Linked DNA regions of Mus musculus: regions 1, 2, 3, 4 and 5 are each linked to region 6. The links are chromatin contacts, called in public promoter capture Hi-C maps. All regions are on one chromosome and are shown on one strand. The core of a region is the stretch at or near the end of the contact, and the rest is flanking DNA. Distances in the headings are between cores, read along the strand shown. Region 1 holds the start of Rab11a (RAB11A, member RAS oncogene family). Region 2 holds the start of Herc1 (HECT and RLD domain containing E3 ubiquitin protein ligase family member 1). Region 3 holds the start of Dennd4a (DENN/MADD domain containing 4A). Region 4 holds the start of Dapk2 (death-associated protein kinase 2). Region 5 holds the start of Hacd3 (3-hydroxyacyl-CoA dehydratase 3). Region 6 holds the start of Plekho2 (pleckstrin homology domain containing, family O member 2).

The links. Promoter capture Hi-C pulls out the DNA fragments that hold promoters and counts their contacts.
Region 1: a promoter capture Hi-C map of erythroid cells shows a contact between it and region 6, with 31 times the contacts expected there. The contact joins the promoter of Rab11a here to the promoter of Plekho2 in region 6. A contact is called at or near these places in 1 of 39 promoter capture datasets (erythroid cells) and 1 of 484 Hi-C or Micro-C datasets (CD8 T cells).
Region 2: a promoter capture Hi-C map of erythroid cells shows a contact between it and region 6, with 32 times the contacts expected there. The contact joins the promoter of Herc1 here to the promoter of Plekho2 in region 6. A contact is called at or near these places in 5 of 39 promoter capture datasets (erythroid cells, liver, pre-B cells and 1 more), 2 of 115 datasets of contacts at active chromatin or transcription factors (fetal liver and memory CD8 T cells) and 1 of 9 other capture datasets (adipose tissue).
Region 3: a contact with region 6 is called in a promoter capture Hi-C map of erythroid cells, with 14 times the contacts expected there. The contact joins the promoter of Dennd4a here to the promoter of Plekho2 in region 6. A contact is called at or near these places in 2 of 39 promoter capture datasets (erythroid cells and pre-B cells) and 2 of 115 datasets of contacts at active chromatin or transcription factors (memory CD8 T cells and microglia).
Region 4: a contact with region 6 is called in a promoter capture Hi-C map of erythroid cells, with 21 times the contacts expected there. The contact joins the promoter of Dapk2 here to the promoter of Plekho2 in region 6. A contact is called at or near these places in 1 of 39 promoter capture datasets (erythroid cells) and 2 of 115 datasets of contacts at active chromatin or transcription factors (bone marrow-derived macrophages and embryonic forebrain).
Region 5: a promoter capture Hi-C map of fetal liver shows a contact between it and region 6, with 3 times the contacts expected there. The contact joins the promoter of Hacd3 here to the promoter of Plekho2 in region 6. A contact is called at or near these places in 2 of 39 promoter capture datasets (erythroid cells and fetal liver) and 2 of 115 datasets of contacts at active chromatin or transcription factors (memory CD8 T cells and microglia).

Annotation. Positions count from the first base shown.
Region 1 is chr9:64,736,457-64,739,156 of GRCm38.p6, forward strand. It overlaps Rab11a (RAB11A, member RAS oncogene family), which reads right to left and starts at 1,300. Exons shown (of 5, transcript NM_017382.5): 1 at 1,128-1,300. The coding sequence starts at 1,167. It overlaps n-TQctg9 (a tRNA gene), which reads left to right and starts at 1,590; the gene lies at 1,590-1,661.
Region 2 is chr9:66,349,162-66,351,861 of GRCm38.p6, forward strand. It overlaps Herc1 (HECT and RLD domain containing E3 ubiquitin protein ligase family member 1), which reads left to right and starts at 1,289. Exons shown (of 78, transcript NM_145617.3): 1 at 1,289-1,460. It overlaps Gm30447, which reads right to left. Exons shown (of 2, transcript XM_006511600.4): 1 at 1,460-2,700; 2 at 1,164-1,357. The coding sequence starts at 1,910. The coding sequence ends at 1,182.
Region 3 is chr9:64,809,758-64,812,551 of GRCm38.p6, forward strand. Dennd4a (DENN/MADD domain containing 4A) reads left to right here and starts at 1,254. Exons shown (of 35, transcript NM_001162917.1): 1 at 1,254-1,263; 2 at 1,583-1,829. It overlaps Gm36459 (a long non-coding RNA gene), which reads right to left and starts at 1,658. Exons shown (of 3, transcript XR_379559.2): 1 at 1,570-1,658; 2 at 1,189-1,345.
Region 4 is chr9:66,156,907-66,159,606 of GRCm38.p6, forward strand. Dapk2 (death-associated protein kinase 2) reads left to right here and starts at 1,320. Exons shown (of 12, transcript NM_010019.3): 1 at 1,320-1,434.
Region 5 is chr9:65,020,443-65,023,142 of GRCm38.p6, forward strand. It overlaps Hacd3 (3-hydroxyacyl-CoA dehydratase 3), which reads right to left and starts at 1,275. Exons shown (of 11, transcript NM_021345.2): 1 at 1,015-1,275. The coding sequence starts at 1,101.
Region 6 is chr9:65,578,780-65,581,490 of GRCm38.p6, forward strand. It overlaps Plekho2 (pleckstrin homology domain containing, family O member 2), which reads right to left and starts at 1,308. Exons shown (of 6, transcript NM_153119.3): 1 at 1,159-1,308. The coding sequence starts at 1,170.

The sequences.
Region 1 (2,700 bases), core at 50-2,549, 840 kb before region 6:
TTCACTGTACTCTCTCGTCACTGAGAACTGTATCCTTTCACTTCAGCTTCTTCGCGGACTCAACCCATAAGCAAGTCTCTATTTACATTCTTCCCTGTTCTGTCCACCGGCTCCACATTTCCCCCCATCCTGTAATAAATTCTTGATTTCACTAAAAGGGCACGCTAGCACTATAACCCTCTCTCACTGTTTGGGAAAGGTATGTGACCAACCAGGGTTCTTCCCTTCCTGTCGGATCCTCCCAGTATTGCAGCAGGAAGCAACCAGTCCACAGTGATAAGCTCGCTAGTATTTGTGCAGCGCACAACCTTTCCTGTTCGGGAACTGGGCCTTCAGGTCTGGCAGGGATAACAGCCACCACCCATCCGCAGCCCCTTCTCGAAAGCCAAGTAAAAGGAGTTATCCCGGTCTGGTTGTAGCTAGGCAGGGACAGAGATGAAAAGGGGGGGAAAAAAAAAAAAAAAGAAAAACGCGAGGTGGGAAGTCATCTGCTTGCCTGGACACTGCGACAAGTGCATGAACGCCAGGAGTGATGGACAGCCCCTCTTGCCCTCCCCTTCTCTCCCTCCCACCAGCCAGGTCGCTCCGGAGTGCTAAACATTAGTTGCCCGTCTGTGGGGAGGGAGGGGACAGTCCGCGGGTACTGACCTCGAGGTCTGCGGGGATGGGGGTGGGGGCCCGGGGACGGGCGAATCTGGCCGAAGCCCAGGAAAAGGCTCACGAGGAGGGAAGGGAAGAAAAGGGAAACGAACAGAAAAGAGAAAAAGCAACACCCCCGCCCCCCGAGCCAGTGGGTGTCCCGATATGGGTGCTCAGCCCAGGCAGGGGCCTGTCAGAGGGGGGACGTGAGACGAGCAGCAGCATCCAAGAGGAGGGGCTCGAGACGCCCAGGGAAGGAACTGCACGGCCGTGAGGGACGCAGCCATCGGGGAGGACATACAGAGAGGGGCGCCGCGGCTCGTCAGGCCTCCCAAGGGCGCGGGAACCCGGACGAGCGGCGGGACCCCCGACGGGGCGGCAGGAAGGAAGCGCCGAGGCGGACTCCGACCAGGGCAGGGCTGGCCCTGCGCGGGTCCCCCGGGAGTGTCTCGGGCCCCAAATGGGCTCTCGCTGGCCCACGGCCTCACCTTTAAAGAGGTAGTCGTACTCGTCGTCGCGGGTGCCCATGGCGCGGCCGAGGAGCTGAGGGGCGGGAGCGGCGGTGGCAACGGCGGCGGGACCAGGGGGCGTCGCTGCAGGGGTAACCCGAGCGAGCGAGGAGCTTCAGCTGCCGGACCCGGTGACGAGCCCCGCCCTGTATGCGTCACTTCCGGAAGGCCCCAGCCCCTCGCAGAAAGTACTTCCGGAGAGATGGCACCCCGCCCATAAGCTAGGCAGGGTGGAATGCGCAGGAGTGGACACCACATTCTCACCCGGCTTTGGGAAGGCATACAGGAAAAACAATCCTAAAATGGTCCTTGGAGCCTTTGGCTTGTTCTTCTCCCCAATCATTCAGAGAAGCGAAGTGTAAATCTTTTAGTATCTGGCTTCCGGTTGGGGGCGGAGTTTTGTCAGCATTAGAGACCCGAAGGCACTGCTGCCTCCGTGCTGGTTCCATGGTGTAATGGTTAGCACTCTGGACTCTGAATCCAGCGATCCGAGTTCAAATCTCGGTGGAACCTGCTCCCTTTTCTTCATACTTTTAACTCATATTGATTGTATTCTTTAGCTCATATTGAATAATAGAATAACCTTGTTATATCTGCTCTTGGATTGAACCACAGGTAGCCTTTACCTATGAAGACTACACTAATCAATCTTGTCAATTCAGTAGTATCTGATCTTCATGGAGACCTATTGAACTCTTTGGTTTTTCTTAGCCTTGGAGAAAGTTTGTTACTTGATTCCTTTTGCTGGAATTTTATACCCTCAGCTTCAGTTAAGGATAGGCACTCCTCACCCACTCAATCTCTCCACAAATCTATTGCACTATCTCCAGATGTCATTAAGAGAACTTCGCCCACCCTTTCTCATAAAGATTCAAGATCTTGAGTCCTATTTTCTGGCCTTCGAGCTAAGCCCGATTAAATAAATTTTAACACAAGAAGAATGGCAATTCCCATGTTAGCAAATATCAGTGTTAAGACTCAAGAAATTTGCCACAGCATCTCCTAATAATTTTGTTCTTGTTGTTTGAGGTGGTTTCACTCCCCCTCTGTACCCCAGAATATAGCTCAGGCTGGCCCTGCTGTCCTCCTCTGCCCCTTCCCACCTCCACCTCCGTCCACACAGAGGCATAGTCATCTAATAATTCCTGGGAAACAGATGTTTGTCATTCAGCCTACAGATGGAATTCAAATTGCTAATCAACTGACCTTAAGCAGAGATGTTATTTTTTTATTATCTGAATAAGCTCAGGGTTGTCCTTAAGGTCTTTCCAAAGTTGGAAGGAGGATTGTCAGCAGGGACGAGATGTTCTTCCAGACAGCCACCAGCAAGTCTGAGGAGTTCCCTTATCTATTAGGGACCTGGATTCGGAGAAAAACTGATTCTTGACTTTGCTGCAGCAAAACATTTCAGGATGAACCAATATGTGAGACAATCAGACTTTATTAGAAGAGATTTTTAATATAGATTCTAAGCTATATACTTAAGAGGAAGTGAGGGTCTCAGAAAGAAAGGTGTGGCCAAGAACATGTCTGGGAGTGCCTCAGAGAGGAC
Region 2 (2,700 bases), core at 39-2,538, 770 kb after region 6:
AGATTAGGAACTGAGGTCCAGGGAAGCCAAGCAAGCCATTCCAAGTCACACACAAAGCTGAGAGTAGCTTTTGTCTTAGGCTAAATTTGTATGATACACATTTCCAATTGAACCAAAGGGGAGGAACTCAGTATGTGGACCAAACTGGCCTCAAGCTCACAGAGATTGCCACCCCACCCAGCTGCTTATACCATGTATGTTTATGTCTTTAGCACAAGAATTTTTTAAAAAGATTTTATTTATAACGTCCCCCCTTCCCCAAAAGCCTTTAGTCCCAGCACTCTGGAGCAGAATCAGGAAAAAGCCTGGTCTTCAGAGAGTTCCAGGACAGCCAGGGCGATGCAGAGAAACCCTGTCTTGAAAACAAAAACAAATTCATGTGTATGTGTGGGTATGTTAACGCGAGTGCAGGTTCTTGTAGCGTTCAGAAGTGAGTGTTGAAGTTACAAGTGGTTTTGGACATCCTGAAGTGAAGTGAAGCCAAGTCACTCTGTAAGAGATAGCCCTCTTAACCGCTCTCTCTCCAGAAAAACCTTTTGCTGAAGGTGGCTACAGTGGTGAGATTGGGAGTCCTTAAGTACAGAGGCATTCAACAATATCAATTCAACATTTGAGCGCCTACATCTATGCTAGACGTTGGGCTAGATGACCAAGTTAGTGTTCTTCCTCAGAGTGCATCACTGTATAGGTCAGGGTCAAGACCTGTACTAAAGGTCAATCCTCCCGTGTTCCTCAGACAGGGCAGAAGTTGGTCAACTTAAACACTTGCTTGGGCGTAAACTTAACCAGCCACAAGGTTAAGGGCAGACTGTGATGGGAGATAAAGGGAGTAGAGCGCCCGGCAAGCAGCCGAGATAAAGGGGTGTGGCCGGCCGCAGCTTTTTCTCTCGGTCCTCGGCAGCCCCGAGGCCTCGGCAGCATTCGGACCCCGATCCTCTTGCAGACTGTCCCGTACTCATCCTGAACACATCCACGCTCGCCTGATCCTTCAGCGCCCTTTGTGAAATGCCCCCAATTGATAGTTCCCTACGGGCACACGTGACTCCGCGAGGACCCAGCGGTTAAGAGACATGGGGCGGTAGAGTGTCCCCAGTACCCTCACAGGAAGGGTCTCCCGGCCGGCGATGTACTCATCGCTTTCCCATCACTGCCTAAGCCGGCATCTTCTCTCCCTTTTCCTCTCAGGTTGCCTCCCACCTCCCGCGCGAGGCCCGGAGGAGGCAGGACCAGCGCTTCTGATCTCGCGAGAGTTCCCTCATAAGTCCCGCGAGACTCGCCTGCCGCTGCCGCTGCCGCCGTCGCTGCCGCCGCTGCCGCCGCCGCCTCTTACGTCTTTCCCTTTGACAAGTCGCCGCCGCTGCAGCAAAAATATAAAGGACGCGGCTAGCGCGGCCGCTGGCCAGCCGGGTGCCGGGTGCTGGAGCCGCACCCCATCGCCGCCAGCTCCCGACCCACGTACGGTAGGTAACACGTTCTCTTTCGCCATCGTGACCTCCCGAGTGTGTGATCGGCTGGCCCGGCCGAGCCGCTCGGGGCCGTTCCGGGGCCGCCCGCCGAGCGGGACTGCTGGCTCCGGGTGGACGGCGGGCGGAGGCCCGAGGAACCCCTGGCCCCCTGGAAGCCTGTTGGAAGCCGAGCCACCTGCCGGAGGGAGGGACCCGCCCCTGAATAAGCTTGCAGTCTGCGCCCCTCAGCGCCTCAGGGGTCGCGTCTGTGACCTTCTCCCCTTTATCCGCTATCGAGCGCGTCTCTCTTAGCTGGGACTGGGACTGGGGAGCGGCTCTCCCATCTCTTCCTCTTGAGGAGAGTCGCGACTCCGGTGCTCCCTGTCGCCGGCCGACTTCGGAGGGGTGGAGGTTGAGACCGTGCGTCTTTCTCCTCGTCTGCGCTTTTGGGTGGGGGCTGCTCATCCTTTCGGTAAACCTTTCTCTGAATCTCTCTTCGGATAAAATAACAATTTCTAAAGCCCTTGCTACCTGGAGCGGAGACGAGGCGACAGTTGTGTAGTCTCCAGGGTGAGAGGTGGATGGTGGTGATGACAGGAGCTAACCCTGGGAACAGTGATGGGTGGCAGGTTCCCAGGAGACACGAGGACAGAAGCTTGGTACCTACCTCTCCCAGGAGGTTATGTAAAGACGCGATGTATGTATGTATGTATGTATGTATGTACTATGCATGCATGTGTATGGTAGCTGTGAAGCACAGGGACAAAAATCTCCATTTGCGTTAGTTTTAAAAATGTGTGTAATACCTTGAAGGTGTATAGGTAATCAAGAGTGATAAATTCCAACGAATTAATAACCCATCTCCAGAGATAGCATTTCACTGTTAATATTTTGATATATTTCTAACAGACTCTTTTGTTTTTTAAGAGTACCTAGCTTGTCCTTGAATGGTACTTCCTTATTTTATGTATGTTCCCAAAATGATTTGTTTTATTTGAACCATTCCTTTGGCCCACTTGATTAAGCCGGGTTACTTGTTCATTATCATTGGCTGTTCCCAGCCGTCACCATATTTCATTGTGTCTTCTTTCAAAATGATTGTTGCTCAAATAGCTTTAAAAGTCAAACCTTAACATTGTTCTTTTTGGATATAATATCTGAGTTATTTTTATAGTTTTTCTTTTTTTGTGTGATGAGTCCTCTAAATCGGGCCGGTGTTTATATAAAGAAAAGAAAAATTAATTGCGATGAGGAG
Region 3 (2,794 bases), core at 4-2,503, 770 kb before region 6:
GAAATTAGTGTATTTTTATCTACACAATATAATGTGATGCCCACACATTTTTTAAACAATTTGAACTATATTTGGTGAACTCAGTGTTGAAGAGACTCAAACTTAGATTTAAAAAAAAAAAAACAAACCCTCTCAATCAGGTTCTCTGGTCCATATGTTGTCTAGAATATAAATATAGATGCCATTCTTCAAGTACCACTCACTGTTCCCAGCTGCTTTGTTCCCTACTTGCCATTCAGTGGCTTCGGCCTGCAGTTAGAATTAAGGATAGTCTTGTATTTCTAGGCCCTATACAACGGAGCTCTCAACTCCCTCTCTAATCTAATGGAAGGCTTCTCCAGGCAAAATACATTTCTCATCAACACAGATTCCTCGCAGTTCTAAAAGCCAAGCTCCTCCCTATTGCAGGTTCTCTGCATGATCTTTTTGCTTTACTCAATTCTCTGGGGCCTTTCTTCCATTACTGGCTTCTTCCTGCACTTCAGAGAGGCACAGCCTTGATCACTCTGGTTTCAAAAACCACCCTGTTATCTGCTACCTAGAATTCTTCCTAGAACTTTTATGTTTCTTCTCCAAGCATTAAATATATTTGGTTGTTGTTGTTGTTGTTGTTGTTGTTGAGCTTCTCCCACTAGACCTCAACTCCCTCAAAGCAGACCTTTTCTGGTTCCCTGACTGTTGTGTGTCAGCCCTGCTGGGTTTTCCAACAATATTGTCTGGATGAATGAGTCCAAGAGAAGGAGTGGAGGTATAAAATAAAACTGTAATCTCGGTTGGCAATAAAGATGAAGCCTGTTTTGCATAGATTAACTTCAACCTAGAGGAATTTTTTTTTAAAAGGTCCTATTTCTTCCTTCATTTGTTCATAGAATTCCAGCTAACATTATTCAATACTTTTTAGGCATACACTTTACATTTCTGAGTAACTCTGTAGAGGTAATCAACCTTTATTATCCACATTTTTCAAAGGCATCTTGCCAATAGCCATTAACAGTAGACCTGCAGTCTAGTTTAAGTAGGCCATATCCAATTAATCAATGTAATGGACACCCTTTCAATCAACAATAGCTGTTTTATCAACGCGCTTTTCAGAGAACCCCTCTGAATTCCCCCTTTTCCCTGACCTCTGTCTCGGGACTGAAAGCTACTGGTGGTTGCTAACCGCTTAGGGGGTTTTCTGCAGAATACCAGTGACTTTGGTGGGCGGATCTCAGCTCAGACCACTGCACCAAGCAGCAGTGCCGGGAAGGAAGAAGCAGGTCTGTTGGCCATAGCTGGATGCTTGTGAAAGAGGAAGGTACAGTGCGCCTTGTTCTTACTCGCCAGGGGCTCGGAATCTCCCAACCTGAAGGGGAACCACGACGCGTTTCCCCAGCTACACTCGCCGTCACCAGCCAGCCCGGCCCCACCCCGCCCACAGCCCCACCCAGCGGCCCGCCCACTTGCGGGACCCTTGTTAGTCCCCTCCCCCCACGACCCACCCCCTAGCTCGGCCCATTCCTGCCCCTCGGGTCAGATTCGGCCTGTGATTGGTTTTTGTTGCCATAGTCCCCGCCCCCATGTCTTTACCGTCACTCCCAAGATGGCGCCGGCCGCGGCGGGTTCGGCGGCTGGTGCTGAGGAAGGAGGCGGAGGCTTTGGCGACCGCGCGGGGAGGGGGAGTCCCGTCTGACTGAGACGGCTGGGCGGAGCGCCGGGCCGGGAGATGAGCTAAGCTGGCTGCAAGCGCCGCGACATTCAGCCCCCTCGTGTCCCGCCCGCCGCGCATGAGGGGATCAGACTCTGCATCTCAGGCTCTTCCCGGTGCTCGCGCGGGGGCCGGCGGGGAGGTGAGTGGCGGGGGCGGCGGCGTGGGCATCGGTGGCATAGGGAGCTGTCACGGCCCTGAGGAGGTGACTGGCAGGGGGACGCCGAGCCGGGTGATAGGACTTGGAGGGCCGCTAGGCGCGGGCAGCTGCTAGGAGGGGCTCTGGCCGTCCCGGAGGATGGCGAGATGCTGTCGATGGCGTTCGCGCGCCTCCGTGTGGGAACGAGCGCGGGACACCGGGGGGGTCCCTCCGGACTGGCCATTTGGTGCTGGCCTGGGGCTGTTGTTGTTGGGGTGATGGGGCGGGGGCGGACGGTGGGGAGGTCCTGAAGCTGGGATTTTGACAAGCTCGTTACGTAAGGTTGCTTCCCGGAATCCCACCTGCTCTGGGTTTCAAACCCGCGGCGGGGGCTGCTTTCCCGCGGCTGTTCAGTCCAGATGCCGGGGCCCGGCTGGGGCTCAGGTTCCACGTGAGCCCGGCCAGCGTCCAAGTTGACCAGTGTGTGTGTGTGTGTGTGTGTGTGTGTGTGTGTGTGTGTGTGTGTGTGTGTCTGTGCACACGCGCGCGCAATTCTTGGTCATCACCACTCCTTTTGAAGTTTATCTCTTTCTAGAGGGGAAAGACGAAGGAGGGGGCAGGGGGAGAAGGGGCAAAAAAGCTTGTGACCTAGAATTGGGTCGCAGCGACATCTCTTTTATGGTGCTTTTAAATGACAGGACGTAAAGGGAAACTTGGATGTTGCTGCTCCAGTGTGCTTTTCCTTCAGACGAATGGTTGGCCTCAGAGCGGTAGAGACGGTTTTTATTTGTCTTATAGGACAGTTATTTCTTGTTTGCAAAACAGGACAGGCATCAGTCAACAGGCTTGTATTTATCTGAGGGGAAAGTGGGTGTCAGCCAGCCAGAGAGACATGGGAGGGCAGGAATTGTGTCACTCTGTGAGTATATTGTTCTTTTAAGTGTGTTAGATATGAATGAAAAGGGTAG
Region 4 (2,700 bases), core at 70-2,569, 580 kb after region 6:
CTCCTTGGGCACATTTCACATGTCACCCTCCGCCAGTGCTACTCAGGACTTCACTGGAAGCTACCAGAAGGGTTGTTGTTCCCACTTTCTGGTGGCTGACCACACATGGATGATAGGGCAGGACTTTGGACTACACCCATGACTCAGAATCTTACATCCTTAGCTCTAGGGAGGATCCCTAAGGGGGGATCTGTGCTACTTTTCTTGTTGCTGTGAGAAAGTACTCAAGGGGTGGGGGAGGCAACTCAAGAACGGGCTCACAGTTAGAAGGTATAGGGTATAGTCCATCATGGCAGCAGGAGCGTGGCGCAGCTGGGTACATTGTGCCCAGCCTCAGGAAGGGGGGGGAGGGGAAGGGGAGGGGGAGGGAGAGAGAAATATGAGGTGAATCCTGGTTCTCTGTTCACAGAGAGCCCTCTAAACTGCACAGATCTGAAAGGTCACACGCAAAGGTCTGGGATCTTCCCGGAGGCTGTCCCAGATATTGCAGCAATGGTCAGAGAAGAGCAGCCCTCACTAGCCAGTTTCTCCTCACCGATTTTTTTTTTTTAATTCCTGGACCCCAGCCCGTGGACCATTGCTGTGCACATCTAGGGCTGGTCTCACTAAAGCTCTGGAAACACAATCTAGAAATTCCTATAGGCATACCCAGAGGTTTATCTCCTGATTGTAAATCCAGTCACATTGACAGTGTTAGCTGTCACAGTGACTTAGGGCTGGAGGCTCTAGGTGGCCATCCTTAAAATGTCTCTGGTCTTGAATGGAGACCATTGAACTTCAGTTTTGTTTCCAGCCACCAACGCTACCACTGATATTTTCTCCTTCTGATAATTTGCAAAAGGAAGGGAGAATCAACTCCCAAGTCCTTCATTAAGACAGGCTTAATGGTGATACACGGACTACACTCAAGAATGGTGCCAGGGTTGGCGTGGTAATAGGCAAATATGGGCAGTCTTCAAGCTGGGCCGGGAATGAGTGGGGCACATGAGAGCTTCCTACCCTTGTGTGGAGCGAGGTCCCCAGAGAATCTGATCAGTCAGGGTGTGCGTGGGTGGGGACGAAGGGCAGAGAAATTCTGTTTTCTGGCAATTGTGCTGGGTTGTGAAGTGCGTTGATCATTAGCTTACTCAAGTTGATTCGTTCCAGGTGGCACAGCATGTGAGAGACAGGGCGGGAAGGGACGAGCATCCAAGTCCTCACCTCGGGGCGGTCCCGCGGGGGTTCCAGCAGGGGGCGCCCCGAGCTCCGGGCCGAGTGTCCGGGCGCGCCTCCAGCCGGCGCCTGGGACCGGGCTGGCCGCTCCGCCCCCTCTGCTCCTCGGCGGCTCTGCGGGCGGACGCCGGGCGCAGGGAGCAGAGCAGAGCGGAGCGCCGCGCACCCCGCCGCGCCCCGGTGCACGTCCAGCTCTCCGCACATGCAGCGCAGCCTTTCGCCGTGAGTAGCGCCCGGGCCGCGGGATTCGACGGCAGCAGTGGCTGGGGTGGTCGGGCATTGCCTGTCTAGGATATAGCCGTTCTGTGGTTTGTGCGCTGGGACGGCACCCGGAGGCCAGTCTGCAGGCTACTACTACCTCGGGGTGCCTCCTAAGCTTGACACTCTGGTCCCAGAGACGGGATGGGGATTGACGGACAGAGGCCTGACATCTGGGCAGGAGAATGGAAACAACCATGCATCAAGTTTGGCCCCCTCAAAAGTCCCCAATAGGAGAGAAACAAGCCCAGCCTCTGTGGGCTCACACCTCCTCCTCCCCGCCTCAGCCCGGGAGGTTGCTTCCTGTGAAATGAACCTCCAGTGTGGCCTAACAGCTGCGGGCAGGTGGAGGGACACTCCCTGGTTCCCTGTCATCTAAAGGTAGCTGGGGGCAGCTCTTTTGGTTTCTGACACTAGTTCCCAACTAACTGGCTTGGCATCCTAGGGGAATTTTGTTGACTAAAAGTGGCTGGTACCTTGACTGCTTCAGAGTTGGGTTCAAAGCCCTCCCTGTCTCCACCTGCCCGCCGGTTAAGTTTTTGGCATCTAAAGTCATGGTATTGATAGACCAGTAGCTGTCTTTGGAGGCTTGACTGAAGTGTCAGGAATGGGTGGGTATCTGTTGCCCCGGGACAACAAACTACCTGCTGGAGGGAATAAACCAGCCAACCCTGACAGCTTCTCTAGAGCCTTCTATTCTGTTAGATGTGGGGGGCAAACAGTCCGGCTGCCCAAAGAAGCTGAACCTTTTATTAAAAGACTGAGTTTTTCTCATGTCAACTCAGGGAGGTGGCTGACCTTCTGAGCCCCAACATCCTTATCAGGGATCATCCAAAGGGGTTCTGTGATGCTAGAGTCTCCTCCCTTCTGCTGGCACTGCTGGCAGTTTCCCCAGACCTGAGTCTGAGGATTCTTCATGTGTGTGTGTATGTGCGCACGTGTTCCAAACCACTGCCTGTCCCTGCCAAACTTGGGCACCTTCTCCTTGGAACTGTTCTCCCAGAAGCCACTGGCTTTCCAGTCCTGAGCCATCCATGGAGGAGTTGTGTGGGTATCAAGAGAAGCCCTGGGAAGTTTGATGGCCTAGCTGTGCCATGGTGGAAAGGTCCCTTTCCCTCTCTGGACCTCAGATTTCTCCTTTTGTCTAACAAGTGACTTAGACCCGATCCCAGTGGGTTCAGACTTTTGTTTCAATGTTAAGTTTTTACCCCAAACCCCAGTCCACAGCAA
Region 5 (2,700 bases), core at 25-2,524, 560 kb before region 6:
AAAACAAAAACTTTTTTTTCTATTTTAGCAAAGAATCTTGTAGCAGAGTAGAGAACAATAGCACAGAGAATTATTCATCCTATTCTAGAGTAGCATTTATTCGGGTTTGCTTACACCTTAAATGAAATTTACTGCTTACTCAAAGACATTCTGGCCAGTATTAGCTTCATCGTTCACAAGGGGAAATTATTTACATTCCAGAAGCAAAGATTAGACTCAAGTGGACATGGGCACCTAGACCCTGCAAGAAAATAGACCAGATGAATTGATGAATTCAGACAGGTATCTAACTGCGAGCAAGAAACAGTTCAGAGGAATGAAGATTACAATACCATGGATGTCAAGGAGACTAGGGAAAGAACATTCCAGACCAAAACCACTCGCTTCACACAGAATACTGGATGGTCTGGTTAGAGACATGGGAAGTTCCCAGGGATTTGATTTGCTCACATTAATAGGTAAACGTGGTGAAATGAATACTTAATGTCACACGATAATTTCTTTACGCAACTTGCTAAGGCTGAGCTCGCAGCCTTAAAGAGAGGATGGAAATCATTTCCTTGGTGAGCGGAGGTGTGGTGTAGATTTCTATCACTGAACGGTTGGGGGGTTGCCCCCCGCCCAGCCCAGCGACGGGCCTTGAGAAGGTCAATGGGCCGCCCGGACTAAACCTCAGAGGCCAGCGCTGACGTCCTGCTACCGCACAACAGGCCACTGTCAAGCCGCACTTTAGACCCACGGAGCTCATCCCACAATTCAGAGGGCCTTAGGCAACCCGAAGGCCAGCCGCCGGCTTCCAGGACTCTGCTGAGGCTCCCCAGGGCGCCTACCAGGAACAAAGGGGATACCGGGGCCAAGCGCAGAACGCCGGACGGCACCTGCAGCCCCTAAGGGAGACCGGGGCGCTCCACTCGCGGTTCCTGCTGGCGCACTGCAGGAGCGCAAACGCACAGGGCGGCCGACGGGGACCGGGGGGCCCCCGATCCTGCGCGCAGCCCGCAGCCCGGCCTTTACCTGCACGTCACTCAGCTCCACGCGCAGATACAGCTCGCGGTGTCGCTGAGCCCAGTAGACATGCGGCGTCAGCACTTGAGTCTCCATGGCCCACGCTGTCCGGGGGAGCGGGGAGGCTCGGCTTGCTGCGCCTCGTTACCTCGGCCTGTGAGCCGCTGGAGCTAGCAGAACGCAGGCCTCAGACCCGCACGCTCCGCAGCCCGCAGCCCGGCTGTCTCGAGATAACCCACGCTCGCGGCTCGCGCTTGCGCAGTGAGGACCGGGGCGGGAGGGCGGGGCGAACCCAGCGAGGGAGAGGACGGGGCGGGACGTGGGAGAGGCTAGCGGCTGCGCCACGTGATCAGCGGCTCAGTGGCCTTCGGATCAGAGGCTTTTGAGCTCCTCGCTTACCTCCTGTGGCGCTTCAGAGAGGTCCTTGCACAAGAACATGAAAGTGAGAGGCTCTAATCTACAAAGAAAGGGCGGATTGGCGGCGTATGAAGAGGCTTGTGTGCAAGGATCCCTTCCAAGTTTTTTTGTATGATCGCAGCGTTTAGTGAGAACCCACTTCCTCCCTGGGCTTCAAGGCCACACACAGAAAGACAGATGAGCCATTCAAGACATACATTGGTGTTGCTTTTTTTTTTTCTTCCTTCCTTCCTTTCTTTCTTCTTTCTGTCTGTCTTACTATGTAGCTCTAGGTGACCTGAAATTCACTTGGTAGACCAGATCCAGGGACCTGTCGTCTGCTTTTGCCTCCCTTGTGATTTAAAGGTGTGCAACACCTCCCCTGGCCTCAGGCTTCCTGTTTTAAGAGAGATGGTTTCCATTCACTGCCCAACAAACAGAACAGCCCATTCGTTATAGCTATCTACATGAACTAATAAGCAAACAAACAAATCAGTTCCTTGGCATCCCTAGCCCCGTCCTGAGCATTTGAGGACCTGGATGCTGCAGACAGGCACTCTACTATAACCTCAGCTCCTTGTAGTGTCATCATCTGTTTCTAAGTTTTTCTGTAAAGGAGCACAGCTATTATGGGCCCATTTCCAGGGAAATCAATAAGGAGACAGAGACAGAGAGACAGAGATTAGTAAGAGGACTAGAGGACTAGAGGACTATAGCCTAGTCGGTAGTGGGTTTGATCCCCAATAGCACATAAATCAGGACTAGTGGTGAACACCTGTAATCTCAGCACTTGAGATGTTCAGAAGTGCAAAGTCATCCTTAGTTACGTACTGAGTTCAAGGCCAACCTGAACAAACAAAGGAAAGGGAAATAAAGTAGAGTTTATCATCCAGGCTAAAAAGTACACGGTGGTGGGGCAGGGTGAGGGAGACTAGAAGGCAAGGCCAGGGGCAGGGGGATGGGAATAAGGCTTTTATGATGATGTCAGTCAAATGAAAAAGAAACCACACTGTCCTCTCTAGAGACTGCCCCCCCCCCTCCTAGCCCTGTTTGGCTCAGGGCCATGTCTCCCTTCTCAGAGATCAGTCATTACTCCTGCAGAAAGCTTTCATTTGGTCCTTGACACTGATAAAGGCTATTGCCAGGACGTACGCCTAGTTTCTGCTGTTGGCAAGAGATCCTGCTTGGCTCTGATGTTCACCTTTTTACAGACTCTTCTGATGCTTGAAGGACTTAGAGGAGGAGCTGCTGTAGATGGGGATGTAGATTATTTGGTAGAGCACTTGTCCAGCACACACA
Region 6 (2,711 bases), core at 58-2,557:
TTTAACTGGGGACCAAAGCAGATCAGGAGATGGAGTAATTCTGACCCACATCCTCTGGGAGCACGGGGAGGGGCTTTGGACAGAGAGCACAGCCATTGCAGGAGTGGAACCGAGGGCAGGCAGCCGCCATGACAGCAAGGAAAGAAACCACAGCAAAACATAGTGGCCTGACTTTGACCCCTACCTGTACCCACTCTGAGTGCAGGGACCACAGTTAGGTCTAGCGGAGGAGGGTAGGCCCTGTGTTTCATAGAAGAGGAAACCCGGGCTGAGAGGGGAAGTGACTTATCTACCACCTCACAGAAACTCGGGGTCTAGCCTAGAGGGAACAGCCAGCCTTGCAGTGACTCCAGGAAATACGCAAGTGCTCACTGACAGGAATACGGATGGCTGAGCTCACTGAAGGCTCCCCAGCTGGCCTGGGTGGCTACAGGAGGGAAGGCTTCATCTTCTTCCCCGCCCTTCAAGGGATAAGAATGTCTTCTTACTCGTGCAATAAGTGACTGCTGTATACTGAATACTTGGATAACGAGAATGTGGCCAAAATCTAGTTTGTATGCAGAGGGCAGAGGAGGCCCAAGGGACGTTGCTGATCCAGTCCTTGCTACCGGGAGACTCAGTTGACCTGACCCTTCAACTAACATCCTCTGATAGACACAGCTCAAGAGCACTGGGAACTCTGAGATATTTACACAAGGAAGACAAAAGCAATTTCTTCGTTCCTGCCATCAGGCTCCGTTACAATCTCAGATTTCTTGAAAACAGTGACCCAGGACCCTGAAGAACTTCCCTCCCCTAACACACACCTCAGAAGCAGACCTGGCTGAGGCAGGCAAAGAAAGCCAAGAAAGGGTGTAACGGGATTCAAGCACAGCAACCCTGTCTACTTTCAGCAAGTCACCCAACTCTCCAGAGCCTCAGTCTCCCCATCAATCCAATGGGAACCATGACAGGCACTGTTTCCAGTTGGTAAGAAACGCCCAAAACATAACTGAGGATGCTGTCGGCGGGATGCAGACGAGACCTCCATCCCGCCCCTACCCCATTGGTCCAGGTTCTGCTTGAAGGGAAGGACTGTGCAGAAAGACCCGTGGAAGTAGGACGGGCAGCACCCGAGCCCAGCACTCTTGTTCCGTCTGGCCCAGCCCTCGCCCTCACCTCCTCCTCCATGGCGAGTTTGCAAGGTCCGGCGGCTTCGCCGCTTACTGCTGCCCGCGTTGCGCGGGCTCCGCTTGCTCCATCTACGCGCAGCCGGGCGGCGGCTTGCTGTCTTCTGTCCCGCCGGGCGCCCGGGGCCCAAGAAACTTCGGGGGGCGGGGCTGGAGCCGGGGAGGGGCTTCCGGGGGCTGGGGGCGGGGCCAGGGAGGGATACAGCGGCCTCCAAGCCCCCGCCCGCAGCTGGGTGAGGAGCATGGCCGGGTGGGGGGTTCAGGGGCGGGGCCAGGGCGGATCCTGGGCGGGGCCTGTCTTCAGCTCCGGGAATGGACGGAAGAACCTAGGCGGAGCTGAAGTAGCAGGAAGAGGGCGGAGAGAGGTTTCCCGGACCAAAGCAGGGAGAAGGACTGGGAGGGGGTAGAGGCTAGGGAGGTGGGGGATACGGAGGGGGAGGGGGCTTCCGGCCCAGAGGCGGAGGCGAGGGATGCTGGCGGGGTGGGGCAGGGCGGGGGCGGGGCGGGGCGGGGCGGGGGCGCGGCTGACCAAGCAAGCCCGGGAGGCAGTGGGTAGCTGATGCCTTTGAGGTTGCCTAACCCAGTGGGCCTGGGTTGCGGGGGACTGGATCCAGCTGCCAGGGCAGTTCAGAAATGAGTACACAAAGAGGCTCGTCCCCTTTCTTCCCCCAATTTGAAGTAGTGGCTATGGTCTTCGGTCTGTGGAACTTCAGGGTGGGGCCGGCCATGAGCTTGGAATTTATGACCAGAATCAAGTTTGGACTCGGTTCCTTAATAGAGGGTCTCTGAAATCCCAAACTCTGTGCTCTCCTTTCCCTCGTTCAACCCCTTTCTGGTTCTCATGTTGTGAGCCGACTCCATCACCCTAACTCCCTTCGGCCCTGACCTGACCACGTTGCTAGAGAGTGAAGAAACCCTTTAAGTTCTACCATGTACTTTTATTTTTATTTTGAAGAAACAGGCTCGGAGAGTGACTGTCACAGCCAAACCTCCAGCATCCCGCGCGCGCGCGCACACACACACACACACACACACACACACACACTATCTTTCCTAGTCAGGTGTGCTGCATGCTACAGCACCCAGAATTTTGTGCTTGTGGGATAGATTAATGATGATCTGTTTTGACTCTGGGTGACCTAACCTCAGCTACATCAGTTGACCAAACTTCTCTTTCACTGCCCTCTGCTGGCCTTTGGGCTCAGGTCCTTTTCAGTTCAACGTGAAAGAGGATGGAACACACTGCCCCTCGTGCCTGGAACTGGTCCTTACACCTAAAGGGTGGAGAGGGGTTGTGAGATGACCTATTGGTTAGGAACACTTGCTGCTCTTCCAGAGGACCTGGCTTTGATTCTCAGCACCCACATCGTGGCTCACAACTGTCTGGAACTCCAGTTCCAGACGATCCGAGGTTCTCTTCTGGCTTCCTCGTGTACCAGGGATGTAAGTGGTGCACAGACATAACTGCAGAAAAAACACTCATATACATAAAATAATTTTTTTTTTTTTTGGTTTTTCCAGACAGGGTTTCTCTGTGTAGCC